2 separate regions of the Sus scrofa genome follow, and region 1 is linked to region 2. The links are chromatin contacts, called in public HiChIP or PLAC-seq maps. All regions are on one chromosome and are shown on one strand. The core of a region is the stretch at or near the end of the contact, and the rest is flanking DNA. Distances in the headings are between cores, read along the strand shown.

Evidence for each region. HiChIP or PLAC-seq counts read pairs in DNA pulled down with a chosen protein or histone mark.
Region 1: an H3K27ac HiChIP or PLAC-seq map of alveolar macrophages shows a contact between it and region 2. The contact joins two enhancer-like sites. A contact is called at or near these places in 2 of 5 promoter capture datasets (fetal skeletal muscle and liver) and 1 of 2 datasets of contacts at active chromatin or transcription factors (alveolar macrophages).

The regions. Positions count from the first base shown.
Region 1 is chr7:98,663,105-98,669,323 of Sscrofa11.1, reverse strand. No RefSeq gene overlaps it. Among named protein-coding and RNA genes, the nearest start is that of BATF, 4.0 kb to the left of the region's middle. Within about 2 kb of position 4,778, at least 38 of the 83 cell types and tissues checked have an H3K27ac peak or open chromatin away from gene starts, as enhancers often do. A contact at or near this core is called in alveolar macrophages, where this site is marked.
Region 2 is chr7:98,316,450-98,322,825 of Sscrofa11.1, reverse strand. It overlaps NEK9 (serine/threonine-protein kinase Nek9), which reads left to right and starts at 754. Exons shown (of 22, transcript XM_003356752.4): 1 at 754-1,127; 2 at 3,882-4,059; 3 at 6,254-6,309. The coding sequence starts at 909. Within about 2 kb of position 3,920, at least 16 of the 83 cell types and tissues checked have an H3K27ac peak or open chromatin away from gene starts, as enhancers often do. A contact at or near this core is called in alveolar macrophages, where this site is marked.

The DNA of each region.
Region 1 (6,219 bases), core at 3,529-6,028, 350 kb before region 2:
CTGTGAATGGAGGATTATAAAACCTGTCCTGCCTCCCTCTGAGGGCTGTTTCGAAAAGCAAATAAACCCATGGATTAGAAGGCCCCAGAAGACTGTAAAATACCATGAAGTCAGCTGTTCATTGTGGTGTTACTTTACTCGCCTGTCAGGGGCACGTTTGTAGAGTTCTCAGTGAGCAGTCTCTCACACACACCTGGCCATCCTGGCTTTTTTTTTTTAAAAAAAAATGCCTTGCCTTATTCCCAGCATGGCTCAAAACTCAATACTTACCTTCCTTGGTCCTGACGGGCAGAAAATATGGCCCATAAGGGATGTTGTGTCCACTGGCTGAATTTCTGCCCTAAGACACTATTGTCCTAAGGATAAGCTGAGCAAAACAAATTCCTTCCCCCATGGAAGTTATATCTGAGCGGGGGAGAGATAGACAGTAACCAAAGAAGTTAATATATAATAGCTAATATGCCAGATGGAGGAAAATAAAGCAGGTAAGGGGAAGGGAATTCCGGAAGTCAGTGGGTGGCTATTTCTACAGGGGGGGTCGGGAAGGTCTTTCCGAAAAGGGGACACCTGAGCAGAGCCCTGAAGGAAAGGAGAGAGTGACCGGTGTGGGCGTCCAGGCGAAGAGCATTCCAGCGAGGAGCTGGCGGGGAGTGTGACTGGTGGTTAGAGGAACAGCGGGGAGGCCAAGGCAGCTGGTGCAGGGAAGCAGGGAGTGGCAGAGGCTGAAGTCAGCGAGGTACTCTGAGGGGGCGAGGTTACCCGGGCCTTGGAGGCCATCGTAAGGATTTTGCTTTTTATTCTGAAAGAAGTGGGGAGTTCCCAGAGGACCTGCCCTCCCACTCCCACTCTGCCGTTCTCTGAATCAGCCACTGTCTGCTCCCTTCATGGCCCTTATCAACCTTGGTAACTATTTGCTTCGTTTTCTCTGGCTTCCCTCCTTAGAATGTTATTCCATCTGTGAATGTCATTCAGTGAAGGTTTTTCGAGTACCTCTCTTGTACCCAGTTCTAAATACCGGGGATTCAGTTAGTATTTGACTGTTTCTCTGAATGAGATGATGAATCAGTTCACTTTGGTGCCTGACAAACCACCCAAAAAATCTCAGGGGCTTAAAACAACAGCTACTTCATTAGCTTCAGAGTTGTCGGGTCATCTAGAAGATTCGTCTGGTAGAGGCTGTGCTAGGCTCATCTCACTAGGACTGTTGGTGTGTCCTCAGATAGCTGCTAGGCTGGCTGATCACTGGCTGGTCCAAGATGGCCTTCCTTGGGACAGCTCTGCTCCACGTGGCTTCTCATCCCTCCACAAGCTGCCCAGGGCTTGTTAACACCGCAGTGCAGGGGAATTCCCATGGTGGCTCAGCGGGTTAAGAACCGGAGACATAGTCTCTGTGAGAATTCAGGTTGGATCCCTGGCCTGGCTCAGTGGGTTAAGGATCCAGCATTGCTGCAAAGCTTCAGCATAGATTGCAGATGCAGCTCAGATCTGGCATTGCTGTGGCTGTGGTGTAGGCCAGCAGCTGCAGCTCTGATTCGACCCCTAGCCTGGGAACTTCCATATGCCACAAGTGTGGCCCTAAAAAACCAAAAAATAAACAAACAAAAAAACTGCCATGTTTATGTTTTATTAATCAGTTTAATTTAAAATTTATTAAGGCCTATTATGCAGCAGAATTCATTTTAAGTATGAATAAGACAGAGACTCTACCCTCCTAGAAAGAAGGGGAAGAAGTCAAATAACAGGTTATCAGATAAAATGTTCAGGAGGAGGTCTTAGCTCCTTGAACTTCCTACCACATGCCAGTAAATATTTGTTGAATGATTGCTTGATTCTGCAATTCCAAATCAATAAACTGCTTTCATATTTAAAGAGAGAAATGAAAAACTGGCTCTTATATAGAACGATGGTCTCTTTCAATAGTATTGATTATAAATTATCTCTAAATACTTAAGATTACAGAATAATAAACACTTGCATATCCACCATAAAGCTTATTAAATAAGTTATGAATGGAACCCGAGACTCCTCCTGAATCCCATTCCCTCCTCACCCAGGTAACGTTCATCCAGAATGTGGTCTTTATCTTTCTTATTCATTTCTCTCTACTTGAACCATATCTCTATGGTACCTAAGCAATACAGAGTACTGCGTTGCATGCTCTTTAACTTTTGACATTGGTCATATTTTTACATTTAGTTGCTATTTTGTATTGCACCATATCTGAAGGATCACTGGCAAGGCTTGGAATACAGGCATTCTCCCTGAGATTGTTCTGGAGAACACCACAAAGCCACCAAGCAACTGCTGTGAAACAGCATTAGCTCAGTCAGCATCAGCCCACAGCTGAAGCTCATGCTAAGGTAGCATTTGCTAGACATTTAAATCCCTTACACTGACAACGCACACGTTATCAGGACAGTTGTTGGCTCATGCACGGCCCTGGTACAAATTAGAAAACAGTGCCATCTCTTGGTAGGCAATCCCAGGCCAAAAGGCAGAGTCTGGTAAGCCCCTATTTGACGTCCAAGATTGGGGCTCTTGAACAGTGAGGAGTTTGTACAACTATACTCAACACCCTTGCCGTGTGTCACTATGTGCCAGGCACATAACATGACTCACTGAATTCTCCCATCAGTCACAGAGGTAAGTAGAGTTGACCCTTGAGTTGACCCCTTGAGTTAGGGGTGCTGACCCCTATGTAGTCAAAAATCCCATATAACTTTCGACTCCCTCCAAACCTTACTAATAACCTACTATTGACTGAAAGCCTTGCTGATAACATAAACAGTTGATTAACACATATTTTGTATATGATATGTATTATATAAGATATTCTTATAATAAAGTAAGCTAGGAGAAAGAATGTGTTATAAAGAAATCATACAGAAGATAAACTATGTTTACAGAACTGTACTGTATTTATCGATACTGTTATGTTTGTGTCACTGTTTACAAGATGAATTGTCAGTACCTACATCAACCATGTCTTATGTGCTATAAAACACTGTAGGTATTCTATGTATTACTAACACTAGATATCAAAAGTGAAAAGACAATGTGAAAGAGAAATTCACATTTATTGACAGGTGTAAGGACTCATGTTTTGATAACAAGCAACAATATGATTGCTCTGTGGTAGCTTTGTGTAATCAATACGATTGTTTCATGGTACATGAATGAATGAATCATAACATTTTTATGGCATACACTATTACACTCACATTTATAATACAGTACTGGAGACATTGACACTTTAAAAAATTTTCCTGTGATAAGCTGATAGGCATTTTCACCAATTATGTGAGAAAGAAGCATCCTGTATGGTAATGTAATTCTTTGAAAGCCAATAACCTGGCTGGAGGTGGGAGGTGGGAGGTGGGAGTTGCTGGTTGTGGGAGGTGGGAGAAGGGGTGGTCCTGAAGGGGGAGAGAAGAAAAGTGGCGGGAAGGGGGAGCTCCAAGAATTTAGGGCAGTAGATATCTGCCTATCTGTATTTTATTGTTTAAATAACTAGTATCATGGAGTTCTCTGGTGGCCCAGTGGTTTAGGATCTGATGTTGTCATGCTATGGCTTGGGATCACTGCTGTGCTGCAGGCTCAATCCCTGACCCCAGGAACTCCCCCATGCCACAGGCAGGGCCTAAATAATTAAATAGTATCATAATGCAAGTGCCTATTGGGTCAGCCTTGTTTAAAATTAGCAGGATACATTGTAGGCAAATGGGCTTCTTAAGGTAATGGAAAATCTGATGGTGGTTTTTTTTTTTTTTTTTTCTTTCCTTTTTCTTTTTAGGGCCGCACCCCAGGGGCATATGGAAGTTCCCAGGCTACAGGTTGAATGGAGCTGTATCCGCCGGCGCCAGCCTACGCCACAGCCACAGACACGCAGGATCTGAGCCACATCTTCGACCTACACCGCAGCTCACGGCAACGCCGGATCCTTAGCCCACTGAGAAAGGCCAGGGATCGAACCCGCGTCCTAGTCACGTTCGTTACCGCTGAGCCACGGCGGGAACTCCTGAGGGTGTTTTTAAAAGTACCACAAACTTGCTGTCTTCACATCAGCCTAGATGTGTCTTCACATCTTGGCTGTGCCCCAGTGCCATCAGAAATACAAACTTCACTCCAGCCCCTGCTGAATCAGCTCATTTCCAGCTCTGACCAAATCGTTAAGAAAATGGGTTGAAACTGAGGAACAGTTCAAAGCAGAAACTTCCTGAATGTCTGTGATGTGTTCCCGGGGCGTGGGGGCGGGGGACCCACTACAGGACTAGGTATTTTTCCTTCAGAACTGTCATTTCGGAAGTCACACTGCCATCCCTGGAAGGAGGTGCACCATCTCCCAAGGCCAAAAAGAAGAAAGGAACTCAATTGCTCGGGTCGCCCTCGGATATTCTGGTTTGATGGGTCTGCGCTCAGAAGAACTCTTTAAAAGCTCCCCAGGGGGTAGTTTTAACACAAAGCCACAAAAGCCCTGGGATGGAGCACCTTTCTCCGGGAGGCGGCCCTTCGTGGCCTCAGAGTTCAGTCGTTTCCAGGCCCAGCTCGTTTCCACCTCGGTTCTTTTCTCTTTCACCTGCTCTGGGACACAGAGGCCTCAACTCCCTGGGGTGAAGCGGCTCCGGATCTACTTTCCCCACCCGCTTGGAGCTAGTGCCCAACCTGTGTGCACTATCCCCGGGGTCCCGGTCCGCCAGCGCGGGTCCGGCCAGGGCCCGGTGCGGGGAGCTGGGCGGGGGCACAAGGGTCAGGAGGGGTCGGGAGCGCTCCCTCGCCTCCTCCCTTCACAGGCTCTCAGGTGCCACCTGCGGGCGCCTGGGGCCGCGGCTGCCTTTCGGGCCTCTGTCTTTTCCTCCGAAACGCAGTTTCACTTTCCCAGAGCTTTTCACCTCCCATTCCCTGATAGCCGGCTCTCTAGTTAGTAAAGACGAAACCCAGGAAGAGGAAAGAAGAATTTCCTGAGTGTGCAGGCAAATGTCCCCCGGGTCCCCAAGGGCCCCTCACTGGTGGCTGGAGGCGGGGGGCGGCAGGCCTTCCCGTCAGCTGCTGCCCACCCTTCCAGGCTGCCCCACCCAGGTCAGAATTCCTGGCTTCTCACCCCTCCCATCTAGACCGTGCAGGCCTTGACACCAAACCCACTCTTTTTTCCGAGCTCCATCTGAGCACTTTGCTGAAGGTGCCAGCTTTGACATCTTAAGGGTTGACTGCAACTTTTTAGTTATTTGAACAAAAATAATAAAAATCCCCTAGCTTTCTTAATTTTTTTTTTTTTTTTTTTTTTTTGATGGTAAAAGCACAAAGCGCAGAATGGCAAGTCTTCAATTGCTTACGAGATGGTTAAAGGGGATTTTTGTTAAAGTTTCCCAAACAAGTAGGGAAAATATTTACCTGAGGGCAGAGTCCTCCAGCAAAAGGGCCAGAGTGGGTGGCCAGGGGCCGGTAGGGAAATTCCCCCAAGGGCCTTGGCAAGACCTGTCATCCAGCCCTCTCCAGCCTCAAGCCCAGATAGGAAACTTCTTAGGAGGGAATGGCAGCCGCAAATGTGCTGGCCCCAAAGGGTTAAAGCCAGACTTTGGTATTTTGATATTTCAGGTGGATAAATCTTTATTGGGTGGCTATGCTGTGCATTGTAGGATGTTTAGCAACGTCTCTGATCTCTACCCACTAGGTGCCAGTAAATCTCCCCCGTTACAAAAATCACAAAATGTTTCTGGACCTTGCCAGGCATTCTGTGGGGACGGGCATCAAAATGGCCCCAGGTAAAAACCACTGGATTGAACACCATGCACCCCAAAGCAACGGTTTCCCCATCAGTCTCGACCTGGTGACCTCACAAACCCTGTCAACGTTTAGGAAACCTCTGAACAGATGTGTTTGCTCCATGTAGCTTCCGAGTCCCCAGGTTTTGGACCTGGTTTAGCCTGTGGGTGTAGCCATGCTGACCACAGGCCAAGGCAGCTCCTGGGGTGATCATCCGAGCGGCTTCCAGCATCCATCCTTCTCACCTGCCCCTCATGGAGCAGCAGGAAGGGAGCAAGAGCTCTCATTGTCAAGAGAAGGGCCACTCCGTTGTTTAATAGCCAACTGGATTGTAAAATGAAGATATATCAAGATGAGGTAACAAGAATTATGGTGTACACACACACATGCACACACACACACACATGCACACATATATACACACACGCAGGTTTTTTTGGTTTTGTTTTTGTTTGTTTA
Region 2 (6,376 bases), core at 2,671-5,170:
CACAACTTTACGACTGAAAGACAACCTTGGAGATGTAACTTGCCCACGGTCACAAAACGGATGGAACATGTTTCCACTCTATCACAATTTTCTTAGTGACTTGAGAGCAGGAAGCATCTCTTTGCAGATCCCCACCTCCAAATGCAGTATCTTGCACCTGGTGTTCGAAGAATCGCGGGACTAGATGGGCAAAGATTTTTAAAGACATGGAAGAATGTGAAATCTGAAAAAGAGGGGGAGATTGTCATGATAGTTGACTTAAAACACCTAGAATTGTGTGGAAAAGGGAAGGACCCAGGGTAGTTCTGGAAGAAGTAACCGGTGCACTGACTGAGATGACAGGGTGGGGTGGGGGTGGGGGGGCAAGTATTTCTGCTTATCTTTACTCTTCGTGTGTCTTTACTATAACCTCTTTCTAAACAAAGGGCGCTATCTGACGTTGAAAGAGACTGCTTCCCCAGCCACTGCCGTTGAAATAGGTCTGTGGCCAAGATGAGACTGAACAACCTTTGCACCTCAAAACTGTCTGGGGACCTGGCCAGGGCTCAGCCGAGGGGTCTTTAGACCGGTCGGTGATGTCCCTGCCCCTGCCAGAGCCCTTTGGCTCCATGCAGCCCCCACGAAGTGCTACCAACTCCGCCCGAGGCCTCGTTTTCCTCACAACCGGGAAGGAGAGAAGTCTTGGCCCCGAGGCTAAGCGAGCTGGCGGGCGAAGGCGGAGGAAACCCCCGCCGGGCCGGAAGCACCCGCAGCTGCTTCCGGGTCAGGGGGGAAGGAGCCACCATGGAGCCTCGCGGGGTGGCGGGGCTGGCGAAGCCGCGGGTCGGTGTCTGAAGCGGGAGCGGCGCAGCGCCGCCAGCACCGCCGGGGACACGCAGGCCGGTCCCGCCGCCGCCGCCGCCGCCGCCATGTCGGTGCTGGGCGAGTACGAGCGACACTGCGATTCCCTCAACTCGGACTTTGGGAGCGAGTCGGGGGGTGGCGGGGACGCGGGCCCGGGGCCCAACGCGGGTCCGGGGCCGCGAGCCGGCGGCGGCGCGGCGGAGCAGGAGGAGCTGCACTACATCCCCATCCGCGTCCTGGGACGCGGCGCCTTCGGGGAAGCCACGCTGTACCGCCGCACCGAGGTAGCCGCCCCCGTCCCGCCTGCGCGGCCCGGCTCTCCCCGCGCCTCGTCCTTACTTAGTGTCAGGGCGCCCGCAGTTATGTGTCTCGGGGTCCTCACCACTCGGCCACCTCACTTGCCCTCAGAGTTGGTTGGATCGCTGGTTTTACTAACTGGTCATTTTTTTTTTTTCTTAAACGCAAGTCATTGAACCTTCTCTAAGCCTTAGTTTCCCCATCTGTAAGTTGGAGTTAGTGGTAACTATCTGCCTTAAAAGTAATGTTTATTTTTTTAAGGTTGTTTTGAGAATCGAACGGGGATTCTTTCCAAATTGTATATTAAAATGGTATACGAGTGTTAGATCTCGTCAAAACTTCCTTCCCCTCTCATTCTGTACAGCTCTCCAAGGTCGGGGTGGAGAGGAGGGGATAGCTTCAAATTTCCCACATCCATGTCAACCCCGCTATCTTTGCCATAGCTTTGAGTTTAGATGTGAACATTGAGTTCGAGATTTTTCTCGAATGTCGCTGGGAAGATTGTCTTGTGTCGGTTTCTTCCTCATCCAGCAGCGTTTATGCATGGGATTTTTTTTTTTTTTTTTTTTTTTTTTTGGTGTATTCTAAGCCATTAGTTCTTAACTTTGCCAGGGATAAGGACTTCTTTGAGAATCTAATGTAAACATTGCCTCCCACCAATCCATTATTACACATATACACATCCATTGAAGAGATTCGTGGATTATTGATCCTCAGATTCAGAATGTGTACTGATTAAAACCCTGTAGTGGTGACTCTCCTTCCAAAAGCTAACCATAAACTCGATTTGATCACTAAAGGCTTAAAACTGTAGTCTTGGAATAGTTAAGCATCAATCAGAACCTTATGGGGTTGCTGAAGATGATTATCTGCAGTGCTGTTTTGTGTTCCAAGCTAGCATACTTTTAAGGCTAAAAGATGGAGGAGGAGAGAAGTGGTTGCAAAATTAATATATAGAGTTACTGTTAAAATTCGGTTTTCCAAATGCACTATGAGAAAGAAGAGATGAGCATTAATATTCCTATTTTATAGTTAAAGCAACTAAGACAGTATATTTGTGTAACTTGCCACTTTTAATTAGAAGCAAATCCTGGGCTGGGACAGAGTTTCACATCTTCTTGTCCATGCCTTTCCATTATTATCATGTTGAACTTGATTCTGAAATTATTTTAAATTATATTACACTTCCCCAAAACTATATAGTATTATCTGTAACACCAAATATTTATTACATCTCTGAGTATAAAGGATTAACTTGAAGCAGCCCTTTCCCTCAAGAAGCTTATATTTCAGTGGGAAGACCAGTTAGATTTGTTCTTTAGCAAATAACATATAAGTTATACATGTACATAAATAAAAAAGAATGGACAAATATTTCAGTGTATGAGCACTAAAAATTAAGGGAATGGTTGCATTGAATAAATGCACAGTAGAAGGTTTATCCATCTTCCTCAAAAGGTTTTTTTGGTTTGTTGTTGTTGTTATTTTTCTTTTTAAGGGCTGCACTAGCCGCATATGGAAGTTCCAAGGCTAGGGGTCAAATCAGAGCTACAGCTGCAGGCGTACACCACAGCCACAGCAACTCAGGATCTGAGCTGCATCTGTGACCTACCTCGCAGCTCATGGCAGTTCCATGTCCCAAACCCACTGAGTAAGGCCAGCGATCAAACCCACATCTTCATTGGTACGAGTCGGGTTCGTTTCTGCCATGATGGGAACTCCCTCCTCAGAAGTTCTAAAGGCCCAGTAGAGCCAGTCTAAAGGATATGCATGGTTATTTAGGTAGGATGCTCCTGGGCTGGGGAGCAGTATCAGTAAAAGACAGTATGAAAGAGAGCAGACATTAGCAGCTGCAGGTAAGTTTTCCTGAGTAGAGGAAGACATAGAATGAGAAAAGTGACAGAGAAACAGTTGCAAAATCAGAGTGAGGGAAGTGCACTAAAAATCCTTAAACATGATTTATTCTTTTTTTTCTTTTCTTTCTTTCTTTTTTTTTTTTTTTTTGTCTTTTTAGGGCTGAACCTGTGGCATATGGAGGTTCCCAGGCTAGAGGTCTAATCAGAGCTGTAGCCACTGGCCTACACCACAGCCACAGCGACACCAGATCTTAGCTGAGACTGCGATCTGCAGCACAGCTCACGGCAACACCGGATCCTTAATCCACTGAGCAAGGTCAGGGATGGAACCTGCCACCTCATGGTTCCTAGTCGGATTCGTTTCCACTGCGCCATGATGGGAACTCCCAGACGTGACTGTTCTTAATCCAGAAAGGATAAATGAAAATCACTAGAGAAATCTAAATTTATAAAATTAGAGGCAACTTTAATATTTCCATTTTACAAGAAACAGTGGTCAGCTATGGATAACCACTCTCCAGTTCTCTGTTCCCCCAATACTCTAGCCATATTACTGTCCTAATCATGACTAGCAGTCTGTCTTAATGTCCCTCAATAGAATCTTTGAGATCTGCCTCCAACCCATGTTTTTACCTGAAATTGACATCATGTAAATTAGGTGTAAAAACCTGTAACAGCATCATAATGCTTTTCCCAGTCCTGCAGTGTTATGATACTTAATTTTATGCAGAACCTTTCAAGTCTGTTCATGTTTTGTTTAAAGGCAGAAAAGGAGTCAGTCTCTGCCCATCTAGGAAGTTCTCTTTCTAGGCTTACAGATCCGGGTATGGAGTCATTCTCTGCCAGGCAAGAGGAAAGCACGATACCTCTATTACTGTGTTGTAGGATGACTCATTGGTCGTGTGGAAGGAAGTTGATTTGACCCGACTGTCTGAGAAGGAACGTCGTGATGCCTTGAATGAGATCGTTATTCTGGCGTTGCTGCAGCATGACAATATTATTGCCTACTACAATCACTTCCTGGACAATACCACCCTGCTGATTGAGCTGGAGTATTGTAATGGTAAGGTAGAACTCAGTGGGACTTCTTCCAGCTAGACATTCTTGTGCTTATACTTACCTTGAGGGGGAAAGAAAAAGAAGGTGCATATACAGTGATTAAAAAAAAAAAAAAAAAAACTAGATGGATTTCTAGAGTTTAAGAGAACTAGTTCAGGCCCTGCAGTGTTTTGAAGTGATCTACAAAATGAAGGGAGGGATTTTCCCCTGAATACCTAAATTCTCCTTTGTGATTATAATTCCATCGTCATATTATTTGATCAGTTAAATTTTACATTCATTTTCCAAGGTTTTTTTCACGAAATGACATTAGTCAGGCGTTAGAGACATAGCATGGTTTGGCACTGAGTGATGTAATATTTAATGAAATCTTATAGCTGATATTTATTTATCTTGGCTTCAGCTAAAGCTGTCGTATTGAAAAGTGGTCCAAAGATCATAGCTGACTGAAAATGATATATAGCAAAGCATGGCCTTATCTGGTCTCTGATTTCTTTGAGCCCTTTTGCTTGTAAAAGAGCAGTCTAGCCTAGTTGTTAAAAAAAAATAGACCCTGAACCCATATCCCAAGCTCCACTACTTTTTAGCTCTATAATCTTGCACAAGCAGCCTAACTTCTCTGTGCCTCAGTTTTCTTATCTTAAGTGAGATTGCAGATAAGCAGTAGTTAAGCTCATAGGGTTGTATTAAATGAATGTGTAAAGCCCCTAGCATAGTGCTTGATATGTAGCAAATTTTTAGTAATTACTGTGCTAGCTCTTATCCTTCTTACTACACAGAGAACCCTGAAAGCCCTTTCTTGAGCTGCATGTTAGAGAGGTTCCAGCATATTCTTCACTTAAATCTCTAAGAGAGGAGTTCCCTTGTGACACAGTGGGTTAAGGATCCACCCTTGTCACTACAGCAAATTAGGTCCCTGCTGTGGTACAGGTTCAATCCCTGACCCAGGAACTTCCACCTGTGACAGGTGTGGCCAAAAAAAAAAATCTCTAAGAGAAAGCTCCTAGATTTCTAACTTTCTTACTAGCTTCTTGGATATCATGATTGTTCCTTGTTCTGATCAACCCTAAATATGTGAGATTATATTAGCGATTTTTGAAGTAGCAAAAGCCTCTAGTAGTTAACTTCCTTTGTGGTTAGGAGGAACTAGAACAAATAGTACATTTATTGAAACACAGAGTTACTAAATTGCAGAAGCAAAGAAGTTGTGAAACTTAGCCAGGACTACAGTGTAAGTTATAGTTGCAGGTAGGAAATACAGTGAGTCATCATCATTTGCGGTCTGTATTACTTTATAATGAGAGGAGAAGCAAAATCAGACTTACTCTGCAGCAAGGAGTTAGTAAAGGGGGTCAAGACTGGAAACAATCTAGAGTCTACCCTAAATTTTGGGAAACCTTTTCAATATGAAATGGAAAGAAAAAGAAGGTGATATATACACCTGTATATACAAAACATCCCATCACAGGAGTACCTGGCAGGTTCTAATAGTCAAATGAGAGAGATGTGACCAAAACATTGCAGATTCCTTTAAAGGGAGTTCTGAAAAAAGAAAATCATCTGATTTTGAAGACTTTCAAAGTAATTTCGCTAATTAGGGTACTATAGAAATGGTCTTTACTCTCATCTTTTCTAAAAATGCCATACTTCCTGTTTTTCAGTTTTTGTTTTTTTGAGTCTCTTCTGTTAGGGAGGGGAATCCTTTTTTTTTTTTTTTAATCATTTTAATATTTGTTTCCCATATAACTTAAATATAGCTCTAATCTACTTTTTTTTTTTTTTTTTTTGCTTTTTGGCTTTTTGGCTTTTTAGGGCTGCACCCGTGGCATATAGAGGTTCCTAGGCTAGGGGTCAAATTGGAGCTGTACCTGCTGGCCAACACCACAGCCCACAGCAATGCTGGATCCTTAACCCACTGAGTGAGGCCAGGGATCGAACCTGCCTCGTCATGGATGCTAGTCAGATTTGTTTCCGCTGAGCCACGACAGGAACTCCAGGGAGGGGAATTTTTGAAGAATATTTCAGATATAGGCTTTGACAGATGGGAAGAGTTTTGTATCCATGTAAAGAGGCAAGAGGGAAGAATGGATTTCCTTTGGAGCAGAAGCAAAATCCTTCGCTTCCTGTGTCACCTGTTAAAACCATAGTACCTTTGATCTCTATTAATTAATTCAAACCTGTTTCTTGTTTAATTGCAGGAGGTAACCTTTATGACAAAATCCTTCGTCAAAAGGACAAGTTGTTTGAGGAAGAGGTAACTCACATTTCTGTGGAAGGAAGCTAGAATTGTAGTATTGTGATTCTTGCATTCTAGTTCTGTA